Linked DNA regions of Arachis hypogaea: region 2 is linked to region 1. Evidence: chromatin contacts called from public Hi-C data. All regions are on one chromosome and are shown on one strand. The core of a region is the stretch at or near the end of the contact, and the rest is flanking DNA. Distances in the headings are between cores, read along the strand shown. Region 1 holds the start of LOC112764071. Region 2 holds the start of LOC112765263.

The links. A called contact is a pair of places that touch in the nucleus more often than the background predicts.
Region 2: a contact with region 1 is called in a Hi-C map of leaf, with 2.1 times the contacts expected there. The contact joins the promoter of LOC112765263 here to the promoter of LOC112764071 in region 1. A contact is called at or near these places in 2 of 8 Hi-C or Micro-C datasets (both in leaf).

The regions. Positions count from the first base shown.
Region 1 is chr17:42,163,214-42,170,480 of arahy.Tifrunner.gnm2.J5K5, reverse strand. It overlaps LOC112764071, which reads left to right and starts at 2,574. Exons shown (of 22, transcript XM_025809596.2): 1 at 2,574-3,180; 2 at 3,451-4,029; 3 at 4,413-4,615; 4 at 4,770-4,841; 5 at 4,916-5,050; 6 at 6,164-6,282; 7 at 6,364-6,669; 8 at 6,941-7,028; 9 at 7,124-7,229. The coding sequence starts at 3,133.
Region 2 is chr17:42,315,429-42,322,695 of arahy.Tifrunner.gnm2.J5K5, reverse strand. It overlaps LOC112765263, which reads right to left and starts at 3,473. Exons shown (of 5, transcript XM_025811179.3): 1 at 3,030-3,473; 2 at 2,789-2,866; 3 at 2,598-2,673. The coding sequence starts at 3,137.

The DNA of each region.
Region 1 (7,267 bases), core at 1,325-3,824:
AAGTCAGAGCACTTTTGTCACACGAAAAACATCTATCATGGATATAACTTTAATTTCAGACTATCATTAATATAAATATCAGTGTTTTCATCTCTTATAGATACAAATGGTGATTTATTCCCTAACCATATATCTTCATCTTCTTTTGAATAGATGAATCACATGGTCACCGCCTAAAGTCCTAACTAAAGTTTCAATATTTGAATGTTAGAGCAAGTATATATATCGCTCAAATTTATGCGTCAGTCAAATTAATTAACGTATATTAGATGAATTTCATATTTCTTATAACATTTCAATAAATATATCTTATACTATGTAATCTATACTAATATACATTAGTTAATTTGAAAATTTGATCTGATATAAAGAATACTTTGAAGAATAATTTGATTCACTCATAAAATGAATTTGAACTTTTACTAAAATTGTTACGTTAGTTGTGCAGACATAAAATATAAGAAGCCAAGAACAAAGAAAAAGCTATCGTAGGCGTCAAAAGTGTGACCCACCATGTGATTGTGGCATTAGTTGGGACCCTTTAAAACTTTGGCTTTTGTATTTCTCATATCATAAGCTTGGAATTATAGTTATTTATTATGTTTTTTATATATTAAGATAAGGACCATAAAGGTGTCCCCACTTGTAACGTTCGAGTTTCCGATGCAATTAAATTAAAATTTAAATGTACCATTCATTCCCTTTCACAGTTTCACTGGTTACAACTAACAAGTATTATATGATAAGCTTATTATTATTAAAGAATAATCCTCTAAATTGATTTCCAATACTTTTTTTACATAGATTAGTTTTTAATTAGATAGTTTTCAATTTCTTTTAATATAAGATGAATTAGTTACAATAAAATGAAAAGGAGAAATTATTCTCTTAATACTTTTTAAAAAAAGATATATATTAGTTTTTGATCTTTTTTAAAAATAACATTTTTATAAATTAAGTTGTTTGATATTTTAAGATATGGGAGACTAATTTTTTATTTTATTTATAAATCAGTAAATGTGTACGTAACTCCTAGTCTCCTATTGAGCTAAAACATACGACCTCGTAGTAACCAATGTCTTTGTTTAGCCGTTTAGATTTTAGAACAAATAAAACTTCAAATAAAATAATGTCTTCTTAAACCGACCATAAGTAATTAGCAGCGTATAAAATGAAATCAAATTATTAAGGATTTTGGCACGCTCCTTTGAGAATCTGGCAACTTGCCAAAATAAATAAACAGAAATATTTAATAACCAAAAGAAAATCAACTAATAATAACTATAATTTATCTTATTTAATAAATATTAAATAAGATAAGTTTTAACATTTTTTTGTCTTTTTAACATTGTCATAAAATAAAATAAGAGATAAAAAAGATAAACATTTAAATTAATATCCAATAAATTTTAGATATATTGGTTATTCTAATGCATTTAATAAACTTTTAATATATTGGTTACTCTGATGCATTTAACAAAATTTTAATATATGTTAGATAAATAAATTTTTAATAAAATTTATTATAAAATAATTTAAATTTAAAAATATTATTATAAGACAAATTAATTTTATTTAAAATAATAAAAGAATAAATTTAATTCATGAAATAATTCTAAAATTTATTGGAGGCTTATTTTATTTGAAGAGTTTTATAATAACAAAAAGGGATTTGTTAAAAATTAAAATTTTCAATATAAAATTTGTTCGAATTAATTTAAGCGATTACTTGTAAAGTACGTAAATATCTTGTAAAAATAAAGATTATATCAAAATCTAATTGTATATTACCATATTAGTTCTAGTTGACCACTAATGACCTGAAGACTATTTTACGCATGAATTGGAATATGGAAATGTATTTTTGCTACCAATGAGTTTCATTAAATATTAAAACTTGTTTTATTTAGAAATTATTTTGTTCATTTAAAATACATTATAAAAAGTCAAATTTGATTGATATGTAAGTTATTACTGTTTAAAACCTCGATCAAATTATACTTTGAAAATAAGATCTAATTGAGGTGACACAACTCTTTACTTTGTTAGTATATATTTAATATTTATTGCACAATTAAAACTAAACAAGATAAAATATGCTTAAAATTTGAATTAAAATTCTCTTAAAAAATATTACACCAAATAAAACAAACTCAATAAAATAACTTAATTAAATCTAATTAATTTTTTAGAGATTCAGCTAAATCTCATTGCCAAAGTAGAATGTAGAATATTTTTAAAATTTTAAGCAATTACTAATTAAAATTAGAGAAACTCTCGGGTCAATAATTTTTAATATTTTTGGCCTTTGTTTATTTAGCGTAAATACTAATTATTTTTAATAAATAAATTTTATTAATTTATTAATTTATGTGTATAAATTTTGAAAAATGTGAGTACAAATTATATTAGTTAATATGTATAAATTTTTTTGTTCAAAATTTTTATAAATATGAGATAAATTATTACTGACTAAGTGCTGGTAAAAAATGGTAATGTAGTATTATTTGTTAAATTAATTTTCTCTTAAAAACTTGACAAGTATTAAAATTAATTAAATTTATAAAATTAATAAGAGGACAGTAGAAAATTGAAAAGAAGCAATGAAAGAGTAAGAAACAAGTAGCAGAGAGCAGCGTAGTGGCTTTTTGAGTGTCTTATTCTCTCTCTTCATGTTCTGAGTAAGCGAGTGAGTGAAATCTGTGAAAGCAAAAAGCTTTTTTAAGTAAGCATCCCCCTTTTTTCATCTTTTAGTTTTGCTCTTCTCCCTCAAATCTCGCACCCCATTTAGGTTTTTCTTCTTCTTTTTTTTTTTTGTTCTTTTTCTTTTTTTTTGCTACCTTCCCTAAGCTGATTCACATTCCTGTTTGGTACACCCATCTTCTTTTTCTTCTTGTTCTTCACTCAAACAAAACCTTAACCTTCTTTGTCACACATGTCAGAGTTCTCTGTTCTCTGTCATCACTTGTTATACTAGTAGCATTCATTTGGTTGGGTAAAAAAAGTTCAATTTTTTATTTTCTTCTGGGTAAGGTCTCACCCTTTTGGCTTCCAATTTTTGATGTTGCATTTGCATTGAGGCGTTTTTGGTTGCCGAGATTTTTGGGTGTTACCCTGTTTCTGCAGGTGAAGATGTTCACTGAAGGACTTGATAAAAATGCACTTAGATGGGTTAGAGAGGTAGCTTCCATTCTCGAAATTTTAACTCTTTCTTTTTGTTGTTCTTGTTTTCTTCGTTTATGAGTGTACACAAACATGGGTGTTTCTCCCAATTTACCTCGATGTAAAGTTCTGATTTTTTTGTAGAATGTTGGTGATTAGAATTTAGAAGTTTTATTTTTTATTTAGAAGAAAGTTTTATGAATCGGCAACACTTTACATCAAATTAGTATTTGTGAAGTTCTGATTTTCTTTTATATTTTCTGTTTGGGTTATTTTGTTGGTAATTAGAAGGATATTCCAATCTCCAGCACCACATTAAGATCTCGAAATGATCCCATCAGTGTAGTGAAGGGTGGTAGTGGTAGAGGGTTTGGGTTGCCACCACCAGCAAAATTCAGAAGTGGGCACATTCCTGCTAATGCAATTCCTGTGTCGTCCATTAACAGTGGTTCTAATTCTGATAACGATGATAGCATTGATTCGGAGGAAGAGGTTTATGGTGGAAGGTATTCGCTGGATTCGTCACCCCAGGACCCCCGAGTCCCGAATGGTGCTCCTGGGAGATATGGGAACCTCCCTCGTAGGGCGCCGCGGTATGGAAGTGATTATACTTACTCGGAGGTCAGTTCTTCAAGGGAGACACTGGTTGGGAGAAATGGTTTTGTTAGGGATCCTTTGTTGAGGGGTGTCAGGAAAGTAATGCATAGTGGATTTACTGAGGATGAATCATCGGATTCTGCAGCCAGCTCTGAATTCTCTACCACTCAGGTAGGAAGTATCAATGGTGCTGTGCCGAGAAATAGAGCATCAGAAGGGTACGCTTCTAGTGTGCCTTCAAGGATGAACACGCAAAGTGCTGCAGAAAAGGTATGCAATTATTATTGATATGTATTGAAGTAATGTCATTATATGCCTCCAAAAATTTTCATAGTCATGGATATATTGGGCAGGAATGTGGCTGTTTTTGTACAAAGTTCTGAAATTGTATAACAGATGTTGAGTTTAAAATAAGGTTTGAAGTTACTAATTAATGAAATCATGCAAAGTTGTTTACTGTATTTTGATTTTGCGACATATGTTTCTCTTCCCAATTACTATCTTCGTACTTGTATAGGCTATATATGTCTTCTTCTTGGCTCATATTATCTACCTCAAAAGAAGTTCTCATGATTGGATTTTTAAATACTTATCCTCGACAAATTGAACATTCATGGCTGGCTAAAATCATCCTAATTTCATGATTTGTGCAGAATGGAAGAGGGTCTGATGATGATGACGACATTCCTAGTGCACCCCCGTTTTGTGGAGCTGCTCCAGAGATTAGACAAGTACATGAGAAAATTCCCACTTCTGGTGTACATGCTATTCCACATAAAGCAGAATCAAGTACATTGAAATCCATGTCTGAGGATACAAAAGAGAACATTGGAGCTGAGTCTGACCAGTTTGTTAGGTTAGTATCTTTGATAGAATAAGTATGTCTCACAACACATAAGTTCATAACCGCTTTAACGGAACATGCATACTTGTTGCTTAGTCACACAATATACAAATGCGTAGTAATCTTATATAATCTGAATTGTTAGTACTGTAACATATTTTTGCAGAAACGCTCCTAGTTCAGAGGCTGCTGCTTCGTCAAATTCACAGCCAGCTCGTATACCAACCTTTCATGCAAGGTATTATCCTTTTTGATTATCCTGAAAAGTTTTCCCTTAAGTATGTGCTTATATACTTTGTAAATCCATTTCAGCGCCCTTGGACCGTGGCATGGTGTGATTGCATACGACGCTTGTGTTCGCCTTTGCCTCCATGCTTGGGCAATGCAGTGCATGGAAGCTCCTATGTTTCTAGAAAATGAATGTGCTTTACTTAGGGATGCATTTGGGTGAGTTAAGACTTTCCTTTCACTACTATTTCTGTCCTCTTCATGGATGCTTGATATAATTAACTTTGATAAAGATAGTAGTGCTCTGCGCTTCATGTAGACAGTGCTGCTAATAAACTGTGCATGGTCTGGTTCCATGATTGCACAGTGCCTTGGAGAATCTAAACTGTGCATTTCCTATGTCATATAGCATTTGGCAACACAATAGGGGGAAAAACTATGCTATAGTGAAAACAATGGGAAATAATAAAGTTAGGAGAAGCTGTAAGTGACTCTAAGTCTAAGTAGAGTAAAACTGCCAGCTAGGACAGATCAGTAACTAACTTACCATTGTATTCCCCATACAACCCTCAGTGTAGCTTCCCCCACAAGCTACTAAAACTGATGCAGCTATGAGTTAGTTAATCATAATTGCAAAATTCCCAAACTCTCTCTCTCTCTTTTTTTTTTTTTTTTGGGGGGGGGGGGACTGTTATGGTGAGATCATGTAACGTAAAAATAAAAGGTTATATTAATAAAAACGACAGCTTAGTACACAAGTATGAAGCATTGAGATCATGTACCTAACCTAATAATTGTCATTGTTTGATTCCATGGCTTGAACTTGTGACTATGAGGTTACACGGAGACAACTCATTGTTCCAAGGCTCCCCTTTGGTTATAGTAATCTATTAAGAAATTCCCAAGTTCAGAAATAACTAAGCAGGGATAATGAACACTCTTACACGTTTTCTAAAGTAAAAGAACTGGATATTCCAAGCTTAGCCTAATTTATTGTAACATCCGATATCGGTATTGCTTTGGCACAATAGAATGTTTTGACAGATATTATTTTGATGCTTAGGACCTGTTTATCCTTGATGCATATCCAGTGCTCTTATATTTCTTTTTCACTTGAAAATTGCCCCATCTAGTAGGTAGAAGTTAGTTGTATTAGAATGTCCACTATCATTGTTATCTGAAAACTATCATGTGTAGTTGCTAAGTCTAAGGAGCTCTTCTATTTTCGGGTGCATGGGTTATAAAATTATTTGTAAGCTATTAACTATCACTTTAAGCTTTTGACGGATCCTTGCATTCTTATCGGATTGTTGTTTTTTTTTCTATTTGTAGATTGCGGCAGGTATTATTACAGTCGGAGGATGAACTAATGATGAAGAGCAAATCAGAGCCTTCCAGTGAGGGTGTTGCTCCCAAACCAAAAAAGCTTATTGGCAAGATGAAGGTGCAAGGTAGGTTTTCATGCTAGTTTACCATTTAAATTATGTGCTTCTCCAAATTGAGTCATAGCTGATACTTTTCTTACTTTTCAGTACGTAGAGTAAAAATGGGCTTAGACCCGCCAACTGGCTGTAGCATGTCATCGTTTGTGACGGATAAACTTAAAATGGAATCTGTGCGACATCGCTTCTCTAGTTTTCAGTTGTCACTATCTTCTGGATGGCAATCACTCAAAAGAATTCGATTTGCACCCCGTTTGCCTGCAAATGGTTCCTTTGCACGACAAAGCTTGGCATATGTTCATGCTAGTACCCGTTACCTACAGCAAGTGTCTGGACTCTTGAAAGTTGGTGTGACAACTCTACGGAACAATTCAACGTCCTATGAAGCTGTGCAAGGTATGTTAAAATGCAATTTCCATATTGTTACTCATTATTATGATATATCTCCACATTATAGGGGAACTGAAAAAGAAAATTTCATTTCCTTCAGTATTTAAATTATGATAATTTTTTAGCTATTTTTCTTAGTTTGTGATAATATTGTCATGGCTAACTGTTGGACCTTTGACTTCAATATACATGATGATTAATTTATTTTCTCATATTTCTTATTTCTTTTTTGGGCCTGTTTAATTCTGTTAACTTCTCTGCCTATGCATTTGATCAGAGACGTACTCTTGTTTTCTAAGACTGAAGAGCACAGCAGAGGAAGATTCCATTAGGTTGCAGCCTGGATCCAGTGAATCCCATATGTTGTAAGTTCTTTTAGTCCCGTACCCACCCCATAAAAACAGAAAATCCTTTTGTTGATTAGGTGACTTGAGTTAATTTTTTTCTCCAACTTTTACAGTTTCCCGGATAGCCTTGGAGATGATCTGCTTGTTGAAGTTCAAGATTCCAAAGGAAAGCATTTTGGCCGTGTTCTTGTCCAAGTGGCTACTGTAGCTGACGATCCGGTACTTTATATTGCCTATTCATGGAGTCTCTAGTGCTT
Region 2 (7,267 bases), core at 2,224-4,723, 150 kb before region 1:
AGAGTGAGTACCACATTTACAAATGCTAGAAATAACGACTCGATCCTTACCTGGAGAAGGCTAAGCAACAAAATCAAAGTGCTCGTTGTCCCAAACAATAAGACTACTCTAGGGTCTAGGCAAATCACAATGTTCAATCAACCATTTTCCTCTTGGCAAAAATATATTAATTTTAATAAGAAGACATAATACTATGCTTGTTCAAATTTCTTAAATGAATTTGTGATTGGAATCTCTGGTAACGTCCACATGCAGATTTTAAGCTCTAAGTTGATGACAAACAGTTGATTCCATATTTCAAACGAGCATCCCATTTATGCAACAGCATTACTCTGAGGCTTTTTCTTCCGATAGGAATTCTGAGGCATGATTTTAATATCGTAAGTTTGAGATGGATAAAACAATTAAGAAAACTTAACAAACATTATTAATTATATAAGCAGTGACATTACGGGCAAATTATGCCGTTCCATTTACCAAGCATGAAATTACCAAATCTTAGCAAATAGGTAAAAATGAAAACTTCTTTATAACTATAAATTCCAACATAGTAACATACCAATAAGTTAAGAGTAGTGAGCACTTGTTGATTGGTTATATTAAAAACAAAATTCCTATCACTCTGCACAGGAACAAAATATACTACTACTCTGTAATCTGCATACAATTCGGCACTTATACAACTATACTGTTCCAAGGTGCCATACTTTTAAACTATTAAAGAAAATATAACAAACTAAAAATAGAAATAAATTAAAACCTACTAAATTGTCATAAGGCACAAGCATTCCTCACTTGGATCAAACAAGAATAATCTATTCTCTATTTGCATCATTTTGTCCACTGATTACTCCTGCTCCATAAAGCAGAGACAGAACATTTGGGACAGAACATTTGGGCATTGGGTGCATGTATCATGCAAGTGGCTGCATTGCAATTTGTGTGACACAAAGACAAAACACGCCTACACATGTTGCAACAGCATGGTAATGCTTCTCAAGTTCAGTCATTGTCAACAAGAACAATGTATCCCTGAGATACGTTGATTTACACACAAGGACTGTTTCTCAGCCTACAAGTAGCAACTTAGACTTCATTTCACTTCGATCTGAATCAACATAAAGACAGAACAGAAGTGATATTATTGATTCTAACTGCCCAAGTTCTCAAGATATTGACCTAGAGAAGCTTCCTACAGATAGGATTCTGGAAACATGAGCAGCATGAATACAGAACAGACACTTGCTGGAAAAAGTAATGGGACGGAACATGATCCATATCAGAGTGGATCTTGTGATATGTATTCCAATGAAGCATACACACACTGCATTTACATAATTTACCAGGCACAGGCAGGGAGACAGACCATCATCTAGTGCAGGTAGAAGTGCAAAAATGGTTAAGAGACCCTCTAATCCTTGTATATGCAATGTAAACTTGGGGGGGAGAGAGAGAGAGGCACACACACATGCCCCCCATGAAAGCAGATTTCTGAGCATTTCAGCAGCATTAATTTATCAGATAAACCACCAAACCACCTTTTTTATTCTCCCATCTTTGCCACTTTGTAAGATTAGCATGGTGGGAAATTCAGAAGTCCTGATTTCAGGGATCAAAATTTGCCAACGTATGGTAGTGGAGTTAAGATGAATAGCTCCAATTCAGCCAAGCAGAATGGAGATAGTCTGCAACTCAGGGAGCCCAATCTTGAAAAAGAAACTCCAGATCAAAATAGATTGGATGTTTCAGAGCCCTCACAAAGTATCTCTGAAAGCACAATTGTATTTAACAGAAACCCGGCTGAGTTCACTGCACTAGAAAATGGTAATCCATATAGTATCAGTGGAGAAATCTGAAATTCTAGGATAGCCCCTCAAACAGAAGGCGTGGATGGGTTAACTTCTCTGCATGGATACAAGCAAACGAACACTCAAAGGTCCCAAAATGAAAGGCATTGAAACCACTATAAAGTTGTGCATAATTATGCTGCATTTTGCTCGATACCTTCATGTTAAAACTTTTAGCTTATACTTCCTTTATTTTCCTTTTCTTATATAAATAATTCTGCAGAGGACTTTGACTTGGAACACGAGACTTAAATAGCCGATAAAAAGTTTTTTATTTTCAAGTTTCAATGAAAAAACATACTTTTGAATTTAAAACTGAATTTCATTATCATTAGCATTCAAGATTTGCTGTATATTTGTCAGTGTTCAAGATTCCAAAACCCCTTGTCCTCAACTCCTCAGCTCCTCGCCCATCAACAGCAAATAAAATCCATATTCCAAACAATATCACAACTATCCGATTACTTGTAGCAACAAATTGCAGACACAGAGATAGATGCGGAAACAACATATCCTCGAAAAAGCCCAAAGGACAACCCAGACCTCTACTATCATAAATAACCACATTCACTGCCTCCCTGGGGAGTGATATACAACAATTTCATAATTATTGAACCATCATCAATTGCCTAAATTCTATATGGTATAATTCAGCACACAATCTCTATCATTTGAGCATCAAGCTATATGCTCAAATTAATTTAAAAAATTACAATTAAAGAAGGTTAGGTGTGAAAGGACCAGACTAACCCTGATAAGCCTCGTTTATCTCCTGGAACCGCGTGGTGGCAGCACCTTGGTCTTTCTGCTTGTCTGGGTGCCATTTCTGCCTCCACACAAAGCAATAAATCACACTTAAAAAGAAATAAATAAAACTATTCCAACAAATGGAACCCTAAACACTGCAACACAAAGAATTACACATAGAAACAAAAACACACCAGAGCTAGACGAATGTAATTAGAACGAATAGCATCATCCGTAGCATCGTAATCCACTTCCAATATCTTATAATAATCCTGCCAAAATAAACAAAATTCCAAAACTTTAGTTCCTAAAACAAAAGAAACTGCAATAATAATAATCCCTAGTTTTCAAACTGAGTGAGGGTAGTAAAAAACCTAAAATTGGAAAAAATGAAGTAGAAATAATGGTAATAAGTAAAGTAATAAAGTAAGTAACCTTGGGCTTAGAGAGAGCAGAGAAGAGATCGAAGTTGAGGTAGGAATCGGTATCAGGCTGGTCGTTTTGCGGAACGGCGTCGTCTAATTCTTCCCATTCCCACATCATGGCTGAAGAAGAAGAAGAAGAAGTAGTGTTTTTCAGGATAAGGCTCTCAGAAAGTTCCCAGGTCTTGGAGGGGAATAGATAAGACTTGCACAAAGATTTTGGAGAAATGTGCACGTATGTTCAGTTCAGTGTAAGTTTTTTTTTTTTTTTTTTTTTTTTTGGGGGGGCGGGGGAATATGGAGTTTGAGTGGTGGTGTTGTCGTGGTGTTGCTGTGTGTATCGGCGTGCCGCGTACGTATGAATTGTACCGCAATTTACCTCTCTTCTGAAAAATGAAAATCAAAGAAATTTCTAGAGATGAGCTAGGGTAAGATGCAACTAGTAATCAACTGATCATTGTGAGTCGGAATTTATCTTTTTAATAGTTAGATAGCTACAAATTAAAAAGTAATATTATACATACAATTTTTTTAATTAAATTCAATTAAATTAATTTAATATTAACAAAATTTATTTTTATCATTTTTATTTATGAATTTTTTATTTAAATAAATGTATTAATTGCTGAAATAAATAATTTTAAAAATTATTATCGAAATCTGTAATCCAGTCTTATCTCGTTTACAGTCTTATCTCGTTTACAGTGTAATCTGTAAACGAGATACGCGCAAGATTATCTTATTTACACTGTAAACAAAATACGTTTTGAATTATTGCATTTACAATGTAAATTAGATACAGTAAGACAAATTTTCAATAGCTATAAAAGGATGTGCAACCCTTGGCATTCTCCACATACATTTCATATCTTCTTCTCCCCCGATTGTCTCACGAAAAGAAGGCAAAAATGTCCAGTAATAGCGTATATAATTGTGTATGTTTACCCCAATTGTCGTATGAGAAACGGCGACAATGGGGTGATATTTGAGTGTGAGAATCCGTTACTGTTCCACACTCGGCGTGTAAGTTCGTTGTCTAAGTTGAAGAGTTTGATATTGAGCAACCTTGGTGGCATAGGGACGAGAGAGATCGGAAGGGTGGAATATAGGTTGCTAGCACCGTGGAGTATAGTTTTCTGGTTTCGACTATTTTGACTCCTTGGGGACGAGCATATGCGACTCATGTTTGACATCCATGGGAGAATCATAGCGGAACAAGTGATGGAGCTTTTCGCCAAGGTTGGAGATGTTGGTCGTGGTGGTTCTGTACACGCGACCTATGTGCAAAACGACTAACCTCTCGCACCACCATCAATTCATGTCGCTATTTCAGTGGAAGACATGGAGGTGGGTGAGGAAGACTCTGACGAAGAGTACATTGTCGATAGTGCCGATAGTGATTCTTCTGAAGGGGATGATGAAGAGGAGTTTGTACCGGAGACGTCGGCCGAGACAGCGGTGCGCTATGTTTTGCCTCCACCCCACCCGATTCCAGTGCTATCAAATGTACCAAGTCACAATCATACATTAAATATGGACGCCATGCATGAGAGAACTCCGTTTTCCAACACTGGGGAAGAAAATTACAACCTAGATGGTGGGGTAGAGTTTCGGGTGGTCCACAGATTCAAATGTCGAGATGCAATGATACAGGGTGCGAGAAACTACAGTATTCGCAGAAGTGCTGAGTATCGAGTGATCCAATCGGACCGATTAAAGTACCATGTTCATTGCCATCAAGCTGCAAATGGTTGTCCATAAAGTCTCCGTGTTACATATCTCAAAAGGCAAAAAATGCTCCAAAGCAAACAATTCAGTAAGTGCATACTTCTGGTTAATTTGCATAAAAAACAAAGTCTACATAAAGGACTAAATAAAAATAGTGGTGGAGTCAACCGTGGTACTAACCTCGTCAAATCGTAACCGGTCTATCGATATTTCTCATCGCAGAACCATCGCCTCATACTGGTCTCTACTCTGCTACTGCAATCCTATCAATCTAACACCAATCAAATGGATAGCAGGAGTTCATTATGAAGAATGTCATAAAAAGTTACAAATTGAAAACATAATGAAGACATAAACAGTTGTTACCTCGCAACCATAGGATACATGAAAATTCTTCGCTCTGGTATATCCAAGACATCAACAGTAGAGTACGGACAGCGATGTTCGTCATGCCTCAGTGTGCTGCCGAGCATAGTGATTGGTACGTCCAAGTGGTGCGGAATTTATAACCCACAAACTAACTGGCAAGTGTACCTGGTCGTACCAAGTAGTACGTCAAGTGAATGAGGGCCGATCCCACGAGGATTGATAGATTAAGCAACAATGGTTGAGTGATTTACTTAGTCAGACAAACAGAAAATGATGTTGAGAATTCAATAGCATTAAACAGTAAATTCAGAAAATCAGAAAGCAAGCAGTAAATGGGTTGTGAAATATATGAGTAAAATAGTTAAGGTTTTAGAGATGTTTATTTTTCAGATTAACTTTTCTTACCAACTATTTTAAATCATACAAGATTCAATTCATGGCAAACTATATGTGACTAAACCCTAATTCCTTAGACCTTTTTAGTCTTCTCTAACCTTCATCAACCGCCAATTCTTTGGTCACTTGATTCCGATTAGAGGGTTAAGTTCAAAACTAGTTTATGTGCCACAGAAACCCTAATTATCCAAATATAAGATGATTATATGTCACGTATCTCGTTAAGTCCAGATAATTAGAAATTTAGGAAAAATTGTTTTCAAGCGGTTGTTCAGGTAAATTGCTTTTTCAAGGTTTACAACAACTCAATTAGAATAAGGATCATACTTCCGTTCCACTCAAATTCATAAGATGAAGAACGAAAACAATTCTTGAAATTGAAATCAATACATGAATTAAAATAGAAAAGTAATAGTATTAATCCATAGAATAAACAGAGCTCCTAACCTTAACAGTGGAGGTTTAGTTGCTCATGGTTCAGAGAGAAAACAAGGATTCTGAAAAACTGTAAAGTGCAGAATGAGGTAAGAGAGAAGAAAGCCCGAAGGGCTGAATCTTTTCTCTTTTATATCTAATCCTAATTAATGAAAAATATCTTTTCTAAAACTAAATAATATCTTTTCCTATTTGTAAATAAAATAAAATTTTAATCAAAATTAATAAAAGAACTTCGAATGAATGCCTGGAGGACGAATAGGACCACTTCATTCATCAAGGTTGGCGCCTAACTTGGAAAATCCCAAGTTAGGCGCCACTATGACCATGTGTATTTGTGGCTTTGTTTCTTCCTGACACCAAACTTGGAGGCGTCAACCTTCCCGTATGGTTTTGAGCGCTTTTTCTTCATCTGTTGCCTAATTTGGGAAATCTCATTGCCACTAAGGCCGTACAGTTTGGATGAAAAGTATATACTATTATATATCATTGGAAAGCTCTGGAAGTTAGCATTCCAATTCTATTAGAATCGCATCAATTGGACCTCTTTATCTCAAGTTATGCCCGTTGGAGTGCAAGGAGGTCAGGGTTGACAGCATCATCCAATTTTTGTCCTTTTCTTTTACATAAACCTTGTCAAATCCATCCTGAGTGCTACCTGAAATAAACCAAAGTGCACACAACTCAAAGTAGAATTCATAGTGGCTAAACAATATTTAAATATTGATTAAACTTAATAATTCAAATGCAAATTCACTAGAAAAAGATAGGAAATATGCTCATGCATCACCAAGCCAGTAAAGCCAAGTCCCAACACAACGTCCGGCACCGCCCAAAGCCCTGAAGTAGTGGCAGCCAATGCAGATGGACCAAGTTGTTTGACTTGTCTGTCATCAGATAGCCTCCGATCAATAACATAATGTAACACCTAGCATACTGTCGGAGGGTCTCTAGGTGGTCCGTCGGTGGCTTCTGGCGGACATGATCCTGCAGCCATACAAGCTTTAGCGAGAACGACTCCTTCTTCTGCGCTGCCTGTTGTGGAACCAACAGAGATCTGGCACCGAGCAGCCGTTCCACCAACTCCCATGTCTCCGTGTGGTACCACCTGTAGAAGTCACGAAAGCACCCTTTAACTGGGTCATCGTGTGCGCGTAACCCTAGGTGGTACGCCACGTCCTGTAGGGTCATAGTGGCCTCACCCCACGGTAGATAGATGGAACGTGTGGGTCTTCAGACGTCATCGCTCCACGAATATCATAATCAGAGAGTTGTCAAATGTGAAATCCCTAAGAGGCACCGTGTCACCGAATCCAGCCTCCC